2 separate regions of the Callithrix jacchus genome follow, and region 1 is linked to region 2. A link is a contact called in public Hi-C data. All regions are on one chromosome and are shown on one strand. Each heading gives the region's core, a stretch centred on a gene start, on an enhancer-like site or on the middle of the called end of the contact. The rest is flanking DNA. Distances are from core to core; before and after follow the strand shown. Region 1 overlaps LIMS2 (LIM zinc finger domain containing 2). Region 2 holds the start of SFT2D3 (SFT2 domain containing 3).

Region 1 (5,311 bases), core at 2,673-5,172, 41 kb after region 2:
GACCCGTGTTAGAGACTAGGGAGCCTGTGTCGCCCGCAGCACTGCTTTCAGACTGGGGCGATCGTGCGCACTTTATAGATGAGCAACAGGTTCCGAGCCGAGCAGGCAGCTGCTGGACTCACCCACCCCAAACGTGGCTACGCTGTGATTTGAACCCAGGTTGGACTGACTCCAATGCCTGTCCTGCTTCATTCCATGGAGGACTGCCAGGGTAGATAGGCTCCTTTTGGGCTGAGGGGAGAGGCCAGTGGGGTTGAGGATGGTTCTCAGGGCTTTCCAGAGGATTAGTTGACTCTGGATAGGGAGGTTGGCCCGGGCAGTGCGATGGTGCTGGAGCCACCTCCCTCGCTCTTGGGGTCAGGGGCAGGAGGAGCAGCTACTGGACATGTTGCCTTTGCAGTTCCCAGGAGCCACCGAGGGAGAGAGCGAGCAATAGGGCTGTGAGCTTGGGGTCCTTGGCATCAAAGTGACAGTTGGGGACCCTAGGGAGGAGGCCAAGGCTGGGCAGAAGGGCTGGAGGGCCAGGAATAGAGCCAGGAGCAGCAGTCGCAGAGGTAGGGGAGGGCCTGGAGGACCCAGGAGCAGAGGAAGGCCACCCAGGGCAAGCGAGACCTCCTGTGAGACTTTCCGCCCATAGCCCATGCCCAGCCCCTGAGTGCAGTCCACTCTGAGCTCCTAGTGTATGGTCAAGGAAGGCATCCAGCGGGGCAGTTAGGGGACTGAGCCATCAAAGGTATCTTCTGCTGAGAAGGAAGATGGAGGGCACTGAGTGGAGGGCAGGAACTGCAGGCTGCAGTGCAGCTCTCTGTGGAGTCCCTGCTGCATTCTGGGCTGCGGCCTGTGCTGGCACGGCAGGTCTGGGGCAGCCTGCTGCTCAGGTAGGGACCCCCAGGCTCAGGAGGCCGACTCACTCGCCTTTGTGTGGCAGAGCTGGAGTAGGCACCCTCACTAGTCAGCCTCTGGACAACCCTGGACGCCTGTGGCATAACTGTGGTACCAGGCTGCGGGTGGCCAGGGCACTGATGGTCCCAAGGCTGTGCTGGAGAGTGATTTTCACAGTACGGATACCACAGCTGAGATGCAGGTGGGATGGGCACGATGATGACAGTCAGGCGGGGGGCGGCCCTGAGCATGCACGGCCTGTGATTATTAGACACTCAATTTTGTTTTTCTTTGAGCTTCTGGTTCATGTCCTCTGCCAGTTCTCCGATGTCAGTGTGACATGTTTCAGGTGTACCTGCTTAAAAGTAAAACTGCTAGAGCAGAGGCATGGCGAGGGCTTCCGAAGAAGCTCTAACTTCAGACGGGGTTCATACCGATTTGGAGTCTGTTTTCTGATGGTGTCAATGCATCTTGTGTATAGCAGCCCAAGGTAGCATGTTAATTGTCTAGCAGGCTAGAAGCTAGAAAGACGTGGTGGGCTGGCTTTGTGTAAATTTTTGTTGACCTCGCATAGCCAGGTGATCCCTGACCCTGGCCACCGGCTGGCTTTGTGGGGGCGGGGCAGGGAGGAGGCCCAGGTAGTGCAGGGGGTCTGAAGCTGCCCCTGGGCTGTGCAGCAGTGGGGTCCCTTCCTGCAACCCTCTGCACCTGGAATAGAGCCTGTCTCGGTTTGGGTGCTCAATGAGGACCTGTTGGATGAAGGATGGAGCATGGGCTGTGCTTGCAGGAATCGCCTCCCTTAACCCTCCTAAAGTACCTTCAGGTAGGATTCCTGGCCCATTTTGTGGATGAGAAAGCTGAGGTTCGGAGACTCCTCTGCTGCAGGTCACACAGGCAGGGGGTGTACGGGCCAGGGTCGCAGCCTGCTGTGCCTGGCTACAGGGCACACACCCTTGACCTGACTGCTGCTCAGGCTGACGTGGCCTCAGCAATACAGGCTCATCTTGGATGTGATCAGACCCCTTGTGCCTGGCCCCTGACCCTTCCCAGGTCCTTATACTCTCTTCCTAGACTCAGGTGTCGGGGAGGCTGGGATGGAAGAAGGGCTGGGGTTATTGAAGAAACAGAATCTGGAATGGGGAATGCCAGGAGGGAATGAGGGGAGCATGAGTCCAATCCTGTGTGATCCTTAGTTGGTTACCGACCCTCTCTGTGCTTCAATCTTCTTATCTGGAACCAGCCTCCTCCTCTTACAAAGGCTTGGAACAGAGCAGGCTCCTCTGATCCCACCCCAGACTCAGGGTCATTTGCAATAAATTGGCTTGTGTTGGCTGTCAAGACAGAGAACATTGCGAGGTGCTGGGGAGGCTGGGGAAGGCTGTGAGATGGTGTGCTCTACCCCAGGTGTGGGGTTTGGCTTCCAGGTTGGATGTGCCCTGGGCAGTGTGTCTGCGTATTCCAGCTGGAGGCAGGTAGTGGTGTCTCCTGAGGGATAACTGGGTGGACTCTGTGTTCCCTATTCTTGAAGGAATGTGCAAAGGAGGACATGGAATGTCCATGTCTCTGGCCCTCTGCCCTCTCGCAGGGAGTGCAGGCAGCCTGCAGGCCTTCCCCTGGGCTGAGCCATGCAGACAGACTGGAAAGCTCCCAGAGTTGCTGGAAAACAATAGCTCTTTTTATCCAGTGCTTTGCCTGGCTGGCCTGGTGCTCTGTGCTGGACACGTGGGTGCCATTCATTCTTCACTTTGGCTCCTTGAGGTGGGTGCTGTTTCTCTGGTGCACCTGTTTACAGAAGAGGAAGTGAGGCCCAGAGAGGCGAGCACCTTCTCCAGTCCCAAGGCGGTGGCTGGGGCTATCAGGGGTAGAGCTGGGCGGGTGAGCCCAGGCCTCTGCCCGCCTTGCAGTGTCCCCGTTGCCTCTCTTCCTGCCCGGCAGGAGCCAGCAAGCAGTTCTCTCATGGTGCTGAGGCTCCGTTGTCTCTGCCGGCTCCTGTCTGTCCTATCTTTGCCAGTGGGTTGGAATGTTCCCATGCTCCCCCACTGGGGCGTCGTGGGGCCTTTCACAGAGCTGCTGTTAGGGCCTCTGATGCTTGTGACTTGGGCTGGTGCAGCCCCTGGGGGCAGGAGGGAGGTGGTCACCCTCACACCTCACCTGCCTGTGCCAAGGTTTGTGCAAGGCTTGTTGGGCACAGGTGGCAATGTTCTCACTGGAGGCATCTGGGGACCAGCCAGGGAACTGGTTAGGGGCCACCCACGTCCAACTGGAAGATGAATGGGAAGGCAGAGGAGCGAGGGTATGGCCAGGCTGCTCCCTGGTGGGAAGCATGGTAACTGGGGAGTGCTAACTGAGGGTCCGTTTGTGAAGGGGGGAGGGAGGAAGGGTGGTGAAGTGCCTGGGCTAGTGGCACAGGAGTGCCCGTCACCAACAAAGGGCACGGAGCCCAGCAGCACCTGGCCAATGGAAGGAGGGTCAGCCCACCTGGAAGCCAGAGGGGACAGCCCTGTGGGTGCCGGCCCTAAACAGCAGCCCCTGAGGCAGAGAACAGGAGCCTGCAGCCGGTGAGAGGGGTGTGTGCTCACTCACTGGGGTCTAGAGGTCTGGCTTTAAGGCGCAATCTGAAAGGCTGGGGCTGGGTGGAAGTCCATATTTGGCTTCATTTTCTGGGTCCTTGGAGTGAGGAATTCTGGGCCCAGAGTCATGGGATTTCCTGTTGATTTCTGATTTCTCTAAGACTCCCAAGGTCTCGTTCATGGTCAGGCACTGTACCGTCCTCCCTGCCACCTTGGGTGTGTGTTTCAGAAGAGGAGGTTCACAGCATTCTCCAGGAAGGAAACCAAGCCTGTCCTAGGGAAGCCCAGCCCAACCCTTAGGGTGGCTTGGGGCCAGCCTCCACCCTGGTGGCCTGCCTGGCCTGCCCCGTAGAGACCAGCAGAGACCTGAGAGGACCGAGAACTGGCTGCTGGGTGCCAAAACATCTTTTCTTTTTGGGTTCTTTCCAACCCATGTTGCCACCACCTCTGCTTCCTTGCTCCTCTGGCCTAAATGTGGGCTCAGGTGGGGGCTTTGGTCTCCTAAGCACACCAGAGGGCAGGCCAGGGTGGACGGAAGTTCAGCATGCCCAGAAAGTGTCGCCGAATGGCCTTTCAGCCGGCCTCTGCCACATGAGTCCTTAAGCAGAGAAGAAAGGACGGCAGCCTGGGTGCCCTTTCCAGATTTCCAGTCCATCTCCATGTGGCAGCAGCATCCTGTGAAACCTTCTGTCCACAGCTTATGGCCAGAGCTCACAGCTGAGCGCAGCCCTGGCCTCCAGCCCTAGGCCTGTCCTGTCTAAGGCCCCGCTTCCCTGTGGTTGGCACTGTTCAGGCTGACCCCGCCCAGATCACAGGCCTCAGAACAGCCTGACAGGAGCCTCACTCACCAAGCATTCCCCTCATGATGCCACAGCAGTGAGTGACTGCTGGGTGGGATTCATCCTGGGAGGCAGAGCAGGTGGAGAGGTATTCCCAAAGGCACTGCACTCGAGTCCTGCCATGCCCTGGCTGTACCCAGGCAGACGTTACCAGCTGGTGGCATCACTCCCCAGCAAGCCTGAGGCTCCCTCTCTGCCCACCCCTCCAGGCCGCCACAACTGACCCACTGGAGTTGATGCTGAGACAGAACCTGTGTTCTCCCTTTCTAGTCAAAGGTGTGGGGTGTCTGGTTTTCTGAAGGTCGTAGAGGCAGTTGGGGTGTTTAGGGCTACATCCTAACCCTGTTTCTGAGTCTAAAAGACCCCTCCTGGTCGTGCCGAAGGGCACTGGGACTGGACTGACTGTGGGCTTGGCTCACTCTGGGCTTTTCCCTTGTAGTTTGCACTTCACCCCTCCCAGAAGGAAACCCAGCACTGACTCAGGGGACAGGCAGTGCCCAGCACAGATGAGATCTGCTCCCTTCACTGTCTCATCTCAAAGATCCACACTCTTGCCTTTGTTTTTCTTGAGACAGGGTCTCACTCTGTTGTCCAGGCTGGAGGCAGTGGCATAGGCACAGCTCACTGCAGCCTCAGCCTCCCAAGTAGCTGGGACTACAGGCTTGCATCACCACATCAGGCTAATTTTTTTTTTTTTTTTTTTTGGTATTTTTCTTAGAGATGGGTTCTTGCCATATTGCCCAGGCTGGTCTCAAACTCCTGAGCTCAGGGGATCCACCCACCTTGGCCTCCCACAGTGCTCTGGATGACAGACTTGAGCCGCTGCACCTGACTACCCTCTTGCCTTCTCCGTGGTTGGGTGGTTATGTGTTTATTGGAGGCAGTCGGTGTGAAACTAACTCATGGTGCAGAGGATGGGACCGTGGAAGACTGAGCAGTCTGGGTTCTAGTATGGAGCCCACTCTGCTTCGTGAGCTTGGGCCAGTTACTCAACCTCTCTGAGGCTCAGGTCCCTTATCT
Region 2 (4,561 bases), core at 1,587-4,086:
ACATTTAAAAAAATTTCATTTTACCATTTAACTCTACTGGACTTGACAGATCACACTTTGAGAAGAAAACAAAAACCTCTATATTACTTTTATTAAATATATATATATATCCTTTAAAAACATCACTGTCAGAATAGATACTAGATGTTGTGACTTGGAGCTTATAAAAACTGTATTTTCAATGTTTGAATTGAGAAAAAATATTTTGAGACAGTCTCATTCTGTTGCCCAGGCTGGGGTGCAGTGGTACACTGCAGCTCACTACAGCCCCGACCTTCTGGGCTCCAGCGATCTTCCCACTTCAGCCCTGCCCTGAGTAGCTGGGATCACAGTTGTGCTCCACCACAGCTGGCAACGTTTTTAAACATTTTTTTGTGGAGATGGAGTTTAACTATGTTGCCCAGGCTGGTCTTGAATTCCTGGCCTCAAGTGACCTCCTGCCTTGACCTCCCAAAATGCTAGGATTACAGGTGTGAGCCAACAGCTGAGAAATGTCAAAATTTTAAGTGTTTACAAAATAAACATTGTAAAAATTGTAAAACCCCCAACGATTGCAAATTCTAGAGAAATTTAAAACTAGAACAGAAATTTAGGGGACTAGAAAGAGCAGCCAATGGCATAAGTCTTTATAACTGAAAAAATAAATCATCCTGAAAATACTGCATTTGCTTTCTCAAGAGCAGCCTTTTGAGGTAGGTAACCTTGTTTACTGACAGGGAACAAGGCAGTGTTCTTGACCAAAACTCAGGGTGGGTAGCCTGCAAGCCTACAGTGTGAATGCTGGCCACTTGTGTCACTTCTTGGGACAGGGCTTAGGGACCTGACTTAGGAAAACACATTTTGGGGTTGGAGGGAGCAGCAGCACTGCAGGACAGACACCCTGTGAAGGCAACACTGGGATCCAGCTCAGTAAGATCATTATTTGCAAACTGTGCAAGCCAGTGCACAGAAAAAGTAGTGGTCCTCAACCTCAGGGAACACAGAATCACCTGTGGCGCTTTAAAAAGGTTCTGATGCATCCGAGTCACGGCACCAAGAAGAAAAAAATAAAGAAAAAAAGGTTCTGATGCCTGGGACCTAGTTCCCACGTTCTGACTGCATTGATCTGGAGGTGTGGCTCTTCAAGTAACTGATAAGCAGTCAAGTGTGAGAACCACTGGCACAGAATGTTTATATTCCAAATATATTCTACTTCCTAGTGTATTGCTACTGACAAGACGTAGTTTTCTGGACTCAAGAGTGTTAGGCTCATACTGGCAATAAATTAAGGTAGGTAAAAGTAAGTGCTGAACCTAAAATGAAGGAAACGGCAATTAGATATGAAAAGCATCTTAAGATCGGCCTGCGAATTGTAAACTAGTTTACAAAGCAGACCATAAAGTGAAGAGTAATTCGAGCTTGTAGAAATCCATGCTTTCCACCAGATACAGGAATTCCGGACGTAGAATTATCTTCCTATTTGCAGGATTTCTTCCGAGACCGCTATGCATGTACGTGCCCCTTCCTGGATCCCACGCTTCTTGGGGCAGGAAATTTCTTTGGTCCATCGCTTTCGACGTGAAATACAGAACTAATTTTCCCTTCATGTTATCAGGCACTATTTTATGATGGCGTTAACTGAAGAAAAAGCCCAAGATAAACCATCTTAAATAAGTACTTTTAAAAGTCCAGTGGCTGAATTCGGTGTTTAATCTGATACCCTTCCGGATTCGCTGACACGGAAGCATGAGATAACAACTTCCAAGTCTCGGTATAGTCAAAACAACAAAGTACCGTCACCAACCTACATCTACCACTGGATTTTTAAATGACAAAACAGCCTGAGAAAAGAACAGCTAATTCGAAGAAAAGCCATTTTTCTTTACTCAGCCGAACCTAAGACCACAGCTACTTCGAGAGCAACTTAATAACCGTCTCATATCCTGTCACCAGTTCAATGACAAAATCTCCAGAGCACGTTCCGAGTCCAGCACAAGACGCTGACATTCAAGAGCTCCCGACGCTGCTGTCGCCTCCCGTGCCAGCAGCCGCTCCCAACTTAGACTCGCAGGCGGTCGCGGAAGGGCCTTCGCCGCGGGGTCCCGACACCCGCGTGCAGTCCTCGGCTCTGCGGGCGCTGGCTCCGCGTCCTTCCCAGGTGGCGCGGGCGCGAGGTCCTCACACGGGCAGAGCCTTGGAGAGGCCGGCGCCGCGGCTCAGGCGACCCAGCGCGAGGCGCAACGCCGTGCCGCCGCCCCAGGGCAGCAGCCCGACCAGCGCGGCCAACAGTGCGGCCACCTGCGCGCCCGCGCCCAGCACCGTGAGCAGCGTGCTCCGCAGGCTCAGCGCCGCAAATAGCGTGGCGCCCAGCGCGGCCCCGTAGAGCAGCGCGGGCCGCGACGGCGCCTCTTCGCAGCGCAGCAGGCGCCCGCACGCCGCGCCGCCCCGCAGCAGCGCGCCTCCCGCCAGAGCCAGCGCCGAGCCCAGCGACCAGAGCAGCGCGAACTTGCGCGCGCGCAGCAGCAGCACCGGCGCGTAGAGCGCGGCCAGGCCGAAGCAGAGTGCCGCCAGCAGCAGGCACCCGCCGCCCGCCGCCAGCCGCTGCCCGCGCGTCACGCTCGGCAGGCACGCCGGGCCCGCAGCCGCCGACTCCGTCGAGCTCCGCGACCACGCCCAGCGCAGGCTCGCGCGGCCCAGCCACGCCCCCGCCGGCCCGTCTCCGGGCTCCTCCGCCTTCCCCGCGGCAAGTAACGGCTCCGTGGCCGCCTGGCCGCCCGCTTTCCCCTGCGCCAGGTACTCCTGCAGCTGACGGTGGAGGTCCGCCATCTTGGGTAAGGCGGTAGCTGGAGGAAAAAGCTACCGCTCATTTCCGGCCCTCCCCTGCCGCGGACGGAAGCGGCTCCGCCTTCGGGCGGCAATTGGTCGGCCGCGGCGAAAGGGGCAGGGCCGCAGCACTCGCGGAGGCGGGTGCTTCCTCGGCAGACCTCTGCTGTGTCCCGGAATACCGCGGGCTTGCGTGCTGCCAATCCGCCTTCAGTCGCCCTCCCATTCCCTGACCCTCTTCTTTGTCCCGAGTAGGAGTCCTTACGGTCTGGCTAAGTCCTGCCAGCATTAAGTTAGTTGGAAGGCCAGGGTGGATGTGGCTCTACGGGGGCACAAGAGGGTCCCTTCTGCTGATGGAAATGCCCTACGGCCTGTCCGCGTCTACCGTGGCGGTGATGTCGTGCTAGTTTTGCAACATGGAGGAATGGGTAAAGGGTACACAGGATCTCTCTTGTTTCTTACAACTGAACACAAACTTAGAGTGATCTCAAAATAAAAATTTAAAAAGTTCACACTTGTGTGACTCAGGTGGTTTGTTTTTTGGGAACGTCGCGTCCTGATTTGTCATTTCACTTTTAGTAATAGTGACCATCCTGATCACTTACCATGGGGTTGATAAAGGAAAGATTGACCCCCACCATGCTCAGCCTGCTTCTCTATTCGGTTCTCAGTTTCGGCCACAGACCTGGCAACATCCTTGACTCCTTTGCGCCCCGTGTCCAAGACTCGGTGCTGCTGTCCTGTGTTCGGTGTCACTCTTGTGCTCTGGACAGCGCCACGCCCAGGTTTCCTGACTTATCGTCAGGTCACTCAGACAAGCTGCCCCCGCCCCACGCTAGGCCAATCTTGATCTCTTCTCAGGCCACACCTACGTGCCCTGCTCTTTCTCAGAGCCTCCAAGCAGGTGTCTGCCTGAGATTCCTTTCACATTACATTCCTCCAGGCTTCCCTGGGCTTCTCTCTCCAGCTACCTTCACAGCTCCCCTCACCACCTTGTCTTCCTCTGGGTGGCCCTGTGTCCTTTGTCCTCTGCCCTAGGAGAATGGCTTCCTGTGGTTTGGCTTCTCAGCCTTTCCATCCCCTGTGTAACTAATCTCCCCCACTAAATTCCTTTTCATGGTCTTTGTTTTCTTGGTTTCATCCTGACAGATATAATTCGTTTTCGGAATACATTCTGATTTGTTACCTCACTTGATAATAACAGTGACCGTCCTGATCACTTAGCATGGGCTAAACCATTAGGATGACTACCATCAAAACAAAATAACAAACACACCAGAAGGTTACAAGTGCTGTCAAGAATGGAGGAATTGGAAGCCTTGTGCACTGTTGGTGGGAATGTAAATGCTACAGCCGCTGTGGAAAACAGTATGGAAGTTCCTGAAAATAAATACGCGTGCGCACACACACACACAAATACATATATGTGTGTATGTGTATATATAATTACAATCTGATCCAGCAATTCCACTCTGGGTATATACCCCAAAGAATTGAAAGCAGGGTCTCGGAGATTTGTACAACTCTTCACAGCAACGCTATTCACATCAGTCAAGAGGTGGAAGCCACCCAAGTGTCCATCAGCAGATAAATAAAATGTGATATATGCATACGATGGACTATCATTCAGCCTTAAAAAGGAAGGAAATTCTAACACATGGGTGAACCTTGAGGACACTATGCTCAGTGAAATAGGCCAGCCACAGAAAGAAACAATACTGCATGGCTCCTCTTCTATGAGGTACTTAGAGTCAAATAC

The links. A called contact is a pair of places that touch in the nucleus more often than the background predicts.
Region 1: a Hi-C map of induced pluripotent stem cells shows a contact between it and region 2, with 3 times the contacts expected there. The contact joins the enhancer-like site here to the promoter of SFT2D3 in region 2.

Annotation. Positions count from the first base shown.
Region 1 is chr6:36,757,754-36,763,064 of calJac240_pri, forward strand. The region is part of intron 1 of LIMS2 (LIM zinc finger domain containing 2); the gene reads left to right. Among named protein-coding and RNA genes, the nearest start is that of GPR17, 14 kb to the right of the region's middle. Within about 2 kb of position 3,923, at least 5 of the 16 cell types and tissues checked have an H3K27ac peak or open chromatin away from gene starts, as enhancers often do.
Region 2 is chr6:36,718,158-36,722,718 of calJac240_pri, forward strand. SFT2D3 (SFT2 domain containing 3) reads right to left here and starts at 2,837. Exons shown (of 1, transcript XM_078327028.1): 1 at 1-2,837. The coding sequence starts at 2,805. The coding sequence ends at 2,158.